Linked DNA regions of Gossypium hirsutum: region 2 is linked to region 1. The links are chromatin contacts, called in public Hi-C maps. All regions are on one chromosome and are shown on one strand. The core of a region is the stretch at or near the end of the contact, and the rest is flanking DNA. Distances in the headings are between cores, read along the strand shown.

Region 1 (4,949 bases), core at 1,987-4,486:
AACCGTAACCCTCCAAAACTTCTCCCAACATTGGTATCATGAAAAGTTGGCACCCAATTGTAAATAACAAATTTATGGAAACTTGCATAAGAGAAACTTAATTATTAAGATGGAATGCATTTACTTGAATGTCAAGAGATTAAAACTCTTAATTTTATGTGTTTAGAAGATAAATTAATAAAAAAACGCAATTAAGTTATTTATGTAGTTCAAGCTTAATTTTACAAGTGAGGTTTAACCTAAAGAAAAACCCACTAATAATTTCACATTACAAAATAATGATTTAAACCCAATCTCTTAGTTAATCAATACAATTAAATTGAACTCACTTTCGCTACTCACCCAACCACCTCCAGGTAAAAAAGTAGAAAGAAAAAAAAAACCTTGAAGGGATAAAATAATTACACTCAAAACAATCCCCAATGAACATATGTACTCTATAAATCTTATATCCTTCCCACGAAATAAATATTTTGTATATAGACTTCGAGGCCAGACGTTTAAAATCAGAATACTCCATATAAAGTGGGATAAAATGGTAGCAAATATGTTTAAATTTGAAAGTACCCAATGTCTATCTTGATCTTCGAAACTTATGCTTCGACTAGCATTCTTCAAATGCCGTGAGTTCTTTTTTTAAATACATGTAATTATCCTAAGTTTATGGTACTTATAAAACATATATATGATAAAAGAAAATAAAATAGTATGAACAATTAAACTCGATGCACAAGAAGTTATTTCTCAATTCCTGAGCAAACGACATAAAAACAAAAGACATAGTTATGTCTTCCCCCCTCTGGTTGCTTTCAAACACAAAAGGCTTAGTTTCTCGTTAAAGATGCCAAAATCTTTTAAGACAGCAACGTGCCTCGAACGTTGGCTCTTTCTCTCTCTTATCCCCACATATTCTTCATTAATTTCCTAAGCAGAAATTGGAGGAATTGCAGTATCTTCTTTCCCACTAAGTTTAAATTTATATTTTATACTTAGGCATGGAGAATGAAACCTCTATCTCTGCTACCCTCAAGAAAACTATTTTCTTATTTTGAAGTTTACAATAAAAACTCTTATTGAATTAAGCATTGTTCGATTCCCCATCTGCTACAGAACAACACAACATTAACACAAACAAATAGTAATATTTTAACATTTGAAGCCATGTTTTGTCCTTCTTGTCCCTTTCCCAACAGCTGGCCGCCAGCTAAATTTAATATTTTTTAAAAGGAAATAAACAAAATGGATCATCTAATTTAGTCAATTTTCTTTCGTCAATTTTGTACTCGAAGAAAAGGGTAAGGGAACCATCTTTTCTGAGTTCTAACTAAAGCTGTTCATGAACCCTTTTGTCCTTTTCCCTTTAGGACATTAGGTATAGAAAATCTAGGTAGAAATCTTAACCACATGGTTGAATCTGGGAAATCTTCACCCTGTTACTTTCACTGCAAAAACCATTCAATTTCTGACGCTTCCTTTGCTCTCTCTTTTCAGGCACTGCAATGGCTGCCATGCTGCTACTGCTTCTCTCACAATGGCAGTCTAAAACACTCATTGGAGTTGTTGTACTTGAGCTTGACACCGTTTCAATAATTGAATCGCTAGTTTCATTAGCCACCATCTCTTGCATTGCATTAAAGCATTTCAACTGATTCTCCTGTCAAAATTATATTCATTTAATTCATTAACCTAAAGTAATTGAAAAGAAAATGACCTTCAATAATGTTTTATAGTTCCAGTTCCTTACTTTATTAACATGTCGACAGCTCAAAATCGAGGTTTCAAAAGATGGAAACTGCAAAGGGAATAGCTCATGGGATGCCATAAGAAGAGCTGATGCTGCAATTATTGATGGTTTGAACTCTAGCAGTTTGATTTCTGCAACAAATAACATAACAGACATGTTCAAGCTGTTTTCCGATAAAAGACATAACGGACATGTTACTATGTTCTGTTTAATTACCATTACAAGCTTGGAAGATTATGTTTGTTGCTCTATCTTTCAATGCTTGTCTCAAAGGTGGATCTTTAAGTTCAAACAAAGATATGAAGAAGCAGATAAACGACAAGGGTGTTACTGATCTCATTCTCCAATTCAAGGCATCAAGTATCAGAAGCTCCATTCGTTGAATTGCGGGGGCATCAAAGATGAACCCTTCGTCTCTCTGTTTCATTTGTATTAGTCTTCGCATGAAGGTAAAAAAAAAAATTTCAAATTAAGATGAGATGTTTAATTAACCTGGAAATTGGAGGAAGAGAAGTGTTGTTCCTTCATCTTTGAAGCCAAAGAAATGGTAGCGATCACAAGAAGCCTCAACACCCATGGATTACCTTGCTGTTACAGTATTCAAGTTGTTATAAAAAATACTTTGTTTGGTTACCAAGAAAACAACACTCTTCATCTTGCCTACATACAGGAATTTCTTGCCTGGAGACGAACCGGTCCATGTAGTTAGTAGCCAGGTATGTTGTGTAAGGATCAATGTTACATGAATACTGTGCCTGACCAATTAAAACAAGTTATAAAAGACAAGAACAGTAAACCATGTATTAAAATGAAATGGAAGGAAAAGAACAGTAGTGAATAGTGAAAATAGATATGGGTACCCTCAAAATGAGAGAAATGGCTTCCTGTCGAAAAGAAACAAACAAGTCATTGCTCTTTAAACTTAGAAAGTAGTTGTGGGAAGGCATGTGATCAGATTCTGAAGAGAAGAGAGCTGAGATTATATCAGATTCTTGATTGTCCAAGCTGGTGAATGGGTTCTCAAGATCAAAGCAATCCATAATTTTTTTTCTTAAGAGAAGAATGGGGAGAGAGTGAGAGTGAGTTTGCAAAAGAATAGAGTTATAATAATGTTGAAAAAGAGAAGAAGAGAGCTGAAAAAACCAAGTCGGATCTTCAACTTCACTTGTGACTTTTGTTTCTGGGTCTCACAAAGCTGCCTTGTTTAACTTTAATTAGAATATGCCATTGCTACTCGAGAAACTGAATTAGTATCATGAACATGATATTTATAATAATAATAATCTAATTTGAAGGTAGAAGGTTATACTTTTGAAAAGCTAATATTGTTGGAGAAATGGATAAAAGTGCCATTCTTCTTTGAACACATGTATGTATATAGTTTAGTATGCAAAGCAAAAGGAGAAAAGTGGTCCCAAGCAGAGCTCACAAAGCAGTAGAAAGAAAGAAGACAGTTTGGCGCAGTATATTTCCTTTTCTTCGTTCCGCGATAAGCGCCGGTCCATTTTAAAGAAGGTGCCGCTTAAATAATTCACCGCTTAATATCCAACAAACTATTATTTATTTTTTTTCCTTCTTTAAAAGAAATTACTTTTCCTTTTTTAATTTTGCTTTTGATCATGGAATAAGACCCTCTTTAATTTAATCACATTCCACAAACTCCTTTCTTGTTTTTCTTTTCCCTTTTATAACAAGTTTTTAAGAATAAATAGTTCATCTAATATTAATAAGAATAAAAAAATTCATAAATTTTTTTAGGATTTTATCATATATATAATTATTTTAATTATTTTATTATTTTACCATGTCATTCTAGAAAAAAAAATTCTCTACTAAAGTGAGCAGGACAATAATCCAATTTTCAATGTCTTAAGACCCAAGGTTTCTTTTCTCCAAGTCAAATTTAGGTAGATTGACTTCGGGTACCTTTTTTTATTTAATTTCTTTCATTTTCTTTAACAAACCTCACCGTCTCTTCCTTACCTATTTAATTTTTAATTTTCTAAAAGATAACCTATCGAGGTAAATATTGAGTTTCAAATATTTATTAGATATAATTGTTTTTTAAATAATTGCATAAATTGATTAAACAAAAATTCAAATATTCAATGGTTGGATAGTAAATTTCAAGTTGATTGAGATAAAATTTACTATTTTAACTTGTGCTTATAAATAGGGGTGAGTGTTTGATCGAATTGAGTAAAAAAAATTGAGTTGGTGGGTCCTTTTTTTATTATCCTAACTCAATTTGAATTTTTTTTTTCTAATCGAATCAAGTGAAATTATTCGAGTTAAATTAAAAAATTAAACATTTTGAATTAAAATCTCAATACAATATAACTAATTCCATGTTAGAGTAAATAAATTTGAAATCATATATATTTAAAAAATTTCAAAGAAAAATAAGAGAAAAAAAAGATATTTTAGTATGCTTGAATCATTAATTAACTTATTTAGGTCCCAAACTTATTATTTTAGAAAATTTTAAAATTTTTAACTTTCTTTATATATTCTTTAGATTTTTATAATTGTTGAAAAAATATACATTTTGCAATTTTATAAATATTTAGAATTTTAAAATTTATTTTAAATTTTTTTTTGTAATTTTTGGTAAGAGAGGCCGATTTGCTCATTTTCAAAAACTAACAAAGACTGTTTACATCAATTTTTTATTCAAATTATTCGAGTTATTTGAATGGTAAAATTTAAGAATGGTAAAATTTAACTCAACTCGAACTCGAACATCGAATTATTTATTCATGTAGACTCGAAAAAAATTGAATAACTCAATTCGATTAACTCGAAATTTAAATTTTTTTTAATTCTTTCTAATCAAATTGTGTTTTACTTCCCTACTTATAAACTCTATTCTCCTAACTTGTATAAGAAAAAGGTATTCACTTTCATTTGTTATTTATGAGCCATTTTCTTTCATAGAAAACAAAGATATCATTGCGTCACATTTCTTGACTCAAACTGTGCAAAAGGTAATATAAGAAGGTAGGAAGGAATTACTAGTAAATTTACTAATGTTTTGTCAACCTAACAACTTGAAATTCAAGGCATATGGATTCAATTGCATTTCAAGTTCACATTCAGGTTTTCAAACTTTAGGTAACTCAAGTGATTTTGCAATGTTTCATATCCTTTTTAATGCTTCATATCAGTGGAGGAGCAAATTGCTAGCACCATCCTTAAAATGGAA
Region 2 (5,171 bases), core at 603-3,102, 490 kb before region 1:
AAAAAATATCAAAAATATTATATTAAAATAAAATGTCAAACTTAAACACGAAATAATATATTAAGAAATAATATATATTTTTTATTTTCCATATTACACCCTAAAGACACATGAGTTGCAGTGGAGGCTTTCTTACCTTGAGATGATATAATATATATTTTTTTCAAATGGGTAATTATTTCGCACTCTACTAGTAAAATTTTTAAGGCTCTAAATAAGGTTAGAAAAGATGATATGTATCCCGTTTTCATACCTTCAATAGCATATTACCTTTTTTATTATGAGTAAGCAAAATTCAATTTAATTAATTTAAAATTTAATTTTTTAATTGAATCAAGTTATTAGAATTTTTTATTTTTTTGAATCAATTTGAATAAATAATTCGAGTTTTAAGTTCGAGTCGAGTTAAATTTTACAATTTGAATAACTCAAATAATTTGAATATAGATTGCTATAAATATCCTTTTAGTCCCTGTCAATTTTAAAAATGAGCAAATCGATCTCTCTATCAACAAAAATTTCAAAAAAAAAATTCAAAATAACTTTCGAATTTCAAAATATTTATAAAAATTCCAAAATTATATACATTTTAAAAAATTTCCAAAGAATATATAAAGAAAGTTAAAATTTTAAAAATTAAAATAATAATTTTGGGATGTAAATAAATTAATTAATGATTTAAGTTTATCATATTAAAAATATTTTTTTCTTCTTATTTTTCTTTGAAAAAGTTTTCAAATATATATATAGTTTCAAATTTATATCTTCTAACATGGAACTAGTTATATTAAAATAAGATTTTAATTTGGAATGTTTAATTTTTAATTTAACTCGAGTAATTTCACTCAATTTGATTTGGGTCGACTTGAATTTCATTTCACTGGACTCAATTAAAAAAAATTCAACTCGAGGTAGGATGATAAAATAAGACTCGTTAACTCAATTAACTCAAATTTTTTTACTCGATTTTATCAAATGTTTACCCCAACTTTTAACCCTGATTAAGAAAAGTAAAAACCTAGGCATAACGTTAAAAGGATGCTTTTATTAATTATTTAGTATATTACATTTTAATAAAAAATAAAAACTTTAAAGATAAAATAATTTAATTATAATTATTTTATCTATCATCAAATAAATATATTTAATAAAAACTCATGAGTTGACTGATGTACAACTAGAGTTTCGGATTTTATCACAAATCATATGGGTGTAAAAATTAAATCTTTAAATAAATTACGTAACTATTAATAATAATACTTTATATAATATATGGAATTAAAATTAAAAAGAATAGTTTAAATTGTGAGTAAAATTTTTTTAAATAAGTAACTACGTCATATTAAGAATATAATTTATCTCATCATATATAAATTTTATACTGATTTTATTAAAAATATAAAAAAAATAAAAGCACCGTTGTAAGAATATAACTTATTTCAAATTTGTAAGGACAATTTAATAAATTTTTTATTGGGTTGACCTTGGATTGACTTGTAACATAAGCTCAATCAGAGATTTAAATAATAGTATAAAAGATAAATATACAACCAATGTTGGTAAAACATTGAAATGTTTGTGAAATAATATTGAAATGCATAAAATATCAAAATAAAATTAATGACATGAGTTCAAATGTCAATATATGTAAATTTTATGCTGATTTTTTTAAAAAGCTAAAAAAAAATAAAAATATTATCATAACAATATTACTTATTTTAAATATGTAAAAATACCTTAGTAATTTTTAAAGGCATAATTATTTTTAATTAAAGATATACTTTTAACTTTTTTTCAATTAGAGATTCCCATATTTATCTGTAAATACAGTAAATGCTAAGAAGATTTTTCAAAACCATATAACAATCCATATATCATGTAAAGTGAAAGAGTTGTAATTATCAGTATACACAATTGATCAAGACGCTTATAAATATAACATTATCTCTCCATAGGATTGACAATACTCAGTGCCATTATTAGCCATGAAGAACACTCTCTTTTGTTTCCTTCTCTTGATTGTCGTTCCTATCTTGGCCTCATCTGTTGAGAAAAAAGTACTTTTTCTGTTTCTCGTAACTCTTCTATTATTTCTTCAACATCTTTCTGTAGTAAAGTTCTCTCTCGGAACTCTAATTTTCATGTAAAATATATATATTTATTGTCTATGTAGGTGTATATAGTTTACTTGGGGCTACACAACAATGGGGAGAAAGCTTTGCATGAGATTGAGAAAACCCATATCTCATACTTACTTTCAGTCAAAGAATCTGAAGAAGATGCTAAATCTTCCCTTCTTTACAGCTACAAACACAGCATCAATGGCTTTGCTGCAAAGCTTACACCAGATGAAGCCTCCAAGCTCTCTGGTGGGTGACTCATTAGCAACATATTTCTTCATCTCCATTTCTGAAATTAATACCTAATAATAATGCTTGGGTTTTCATTTTTCCTCACAGGAATGGATGGGCTTTTGTCAGTGTTTCCTTCACATGGAAAGCACTCAGTGCAGACAACAAGGTCATGGGAATTTGTTGGCTTAGATGAAGGAGATAGCTATTCATGGGAAAAGCTTAAGATGGGAGGAGAAGACTTATTGTCAAAAGCTAAACATGGCAAAAATGTCATTATTGGAGTGATGGATAGCGGTAAAAAAGTTTTGCAATTATAATTTAAAACTATATATGAATTCCAATGCCATCTTTTTAGATTACTCATGTGACTGTCTCAAGCATTATTGCTTTTGTTGTATTAAGACAACTGAGTAGCAAATAATTCATTTTTCTAAATGTATTATGTAATTATTGGATTGTTTTACTGTTTTGGGGGTCTCATCAATTTAGGTCTATGGCCGGAATCACCTAGCTTCAGTGACCAAGGAATGGATCCCACCCCAAAATCATGGAAAGGAATCTGCCAAGGAGGAGTCGCTTTTAACTCATCCAATTGTAACAAGTGAGTGAATTTTCCTTTGCTTTCTATTCCGCTATTCGGCTTGACTTGCCACTTCATGTATGGGTTCCAGCATTCATTCTTTATAATAATATTTATTATTTTAATATTCTAAAACCCTAAACATTCACATTTTAAATCCTAAAACTCTAAACTTTACCCTACATACTTAAAGCTAAATTTTAAATTTAATTAAAAACTATTTAAGGGCTCAAACGTGTGAGCATATGTTTTTCCTTAACTTTCATGGTATTTGTGTCCTATTAATCAAACCATATTTAGTAAAGGTTTGAGAAAAATTTCCCTTTCATCTAATTTACTTGTGATGAACTTTATATAATTTGTTGAATAGCATGCAAATTTTATTGCACACTGAGGGGTTTCTATTCTGCTTTTTCGAGGTTCGTTTCATGTGTCAAAATCTCGTGAAAACAATCTGAAAATGGTTCCTAATAAATCCAATAATCTTTGGGGAAAGGAGGGCCCTTTTCCATTTGGATTGATAGGACCAGCTAAGGTTCTTTGATTATTATCAAAGAGTCAATTCTATGATTACACCCCGTAGTTAATGAAAATTCCAGCTTTAGTCTTTACATTTTAATTTAATCAATATTTTTTAGAAGTGATTTGATTAATTTTAGTGTTTTATATTTTTTAAATTAATTAATTTTAATATTTTTTGAATTTTAAAATTTTTATTCTACTAAAAATAATAATTAAATTTATTGGATTAAATTCAATTAATAATTTTATACTAAACTATACAAATATTTATCCCTATCACATTCACGTGACTCTATACCTACCTTACACTACTGATAGAGTATCTTACATAAGCCCACCAAGAACCCCTTTTATATACACTTTCAAGGACATGAAAAAAGGGTCATTCTACCCTCTGCAACCAAGTTTCATGGGTGAACTGTCCTCAAGCTTCAAATCCAAATCTTGTATCAACATGTACTATGTGTATAGTTGTAGATTTTGTCAATATTCTTCAATTGGATTATTTTAAGTCTCTATACAATTCAAAATTTGAAATTTACAAAATGACAATTATTAATCTATTAATTGAATTTTTAATGAGTAATATGTGAAATAACAAACTGATATGACATTATGCATATGGTAATAACATAATTGAACGAACTTAACAACCGTATGATGTGGACATAAATTTTAAAATTTGGAAAGCATATTAGCTAAAAATGACCAAATTAAAGTCTAAAGACTAAATACTTTCGTGTAAAGTATAAAGAGTTATTGCAGAACTTAACCTATCAAAGGTGATAATCTTTTTATGGTTAGAAGTTGAGTCATTTTCCAAACGATAAACATGTGATGTCATAAGTTTTTGTACTCTTTTCAAATTTAAAATTTAATTTTTGTACTTTTAATTTTTAAGAATTTAATACCTGTACTTATTTCAAAATTCAAGTCCAATTATTAACCTTGTTAAAATTTAGATTTCTCTCTACTTAGTAGGCATGTAATTAAAAAAATTGACTTGGACCTAAATTTAATGAAAAAAATTTAAAAGTATTAACAATTAAATCTGAATTTTAATATTTAAAAATAATTAAATTAAATTCTTTAAAATAAAATATAATAACTAAATTTCAAATTTAACAACAACTATCACATTTACCACTTTCAATTAACATCAGGAGAAGCTTTGCATATATACCAACTTCGAAATTGTCGTTCAAAATTGAATTATGAGTAGCTAAATTAAGCCAAAACTCCAAACTTTTTAAAAATTGTTTTCTTTACTATTCAAAAATACAAAAGCAAATAACGAGAAGGAACTTTTAGGGTAATTGGTAATATATCACGATGGTTCCGCTGATAATACTTAGATTATATTTTGTTTTTTTTTGTTAAAATATTAGATAAGTTATTCTTTATACTTTATAGATTAAATAGTAAAATATATTTTTTTTTGTAAAAAAATTCATTCTTTTCTACTCTAAAAATTAGCATGATTGATAAAATAACTAAACAGTAACACGGGGCATATTATGTGTATCTCCTACTAATGTACATAGATCAATTTTTAAAAGTAGAAATAAATAAGATTTTAACAAAATAATTAATTTACTCTTTAATTTAATATATAAAAATTAATTTACTCATTTTTTAAATAATAAAAAAATAAAATATAATTTACTTCCTAATAATGTTACAAAACTGCATGCAGTAGACATGACAGCCTAGCC

The links. Hi-C and Micro-C count contacts between places; a contact is called where the count stands out from the background.
Region 2: a Hi-C map of leaf shows a contact between it and region 1, with 3 times the contacts expected there. The contact joins the promoter of LOC107962163 here to the promoter of LOC107962239 in region 1. A contact is called at or near these places in 5 of 34 Hi-C or Micro-C datasets (callus and leaf).

The regions. Positions count from the first base shown.
Region 1 is chrA06:94,838,695-94,843,643 of Gossypium_hirsutum_v2.1, reverse strand. It overlaps LOC107962239 (putative cyclin-D6-1), which reads right to left and starts at 3,236. Exons shown (of 6, transcript XM_016898557.2): 1 at 2,605-3,236; 2 at 2,413-2,499; 3 at 2,237-2,332; 4 at 1,961-2,162; 5 at 1,745-1,875; 6 at 1,074-1,654. The coding sequence starts at 2,784. The coding sequence ends at 1,397.
Region 2 is chrA06:95,325,946-95,331,116 of Gossypium_hirsutum_v2.1, reverse strand. LOC107962163 (subtilisin-like protease SBT5.6) reads left to right here and starts at 1,852. Exons shown (of 9, transcript XM_016898428.2): 1 at 1,852-2,057; 2 at 2,174-2,369; 3 at 2,460-2,648; 4 at 2,844-2,955. The coding sequence starts at 1,986.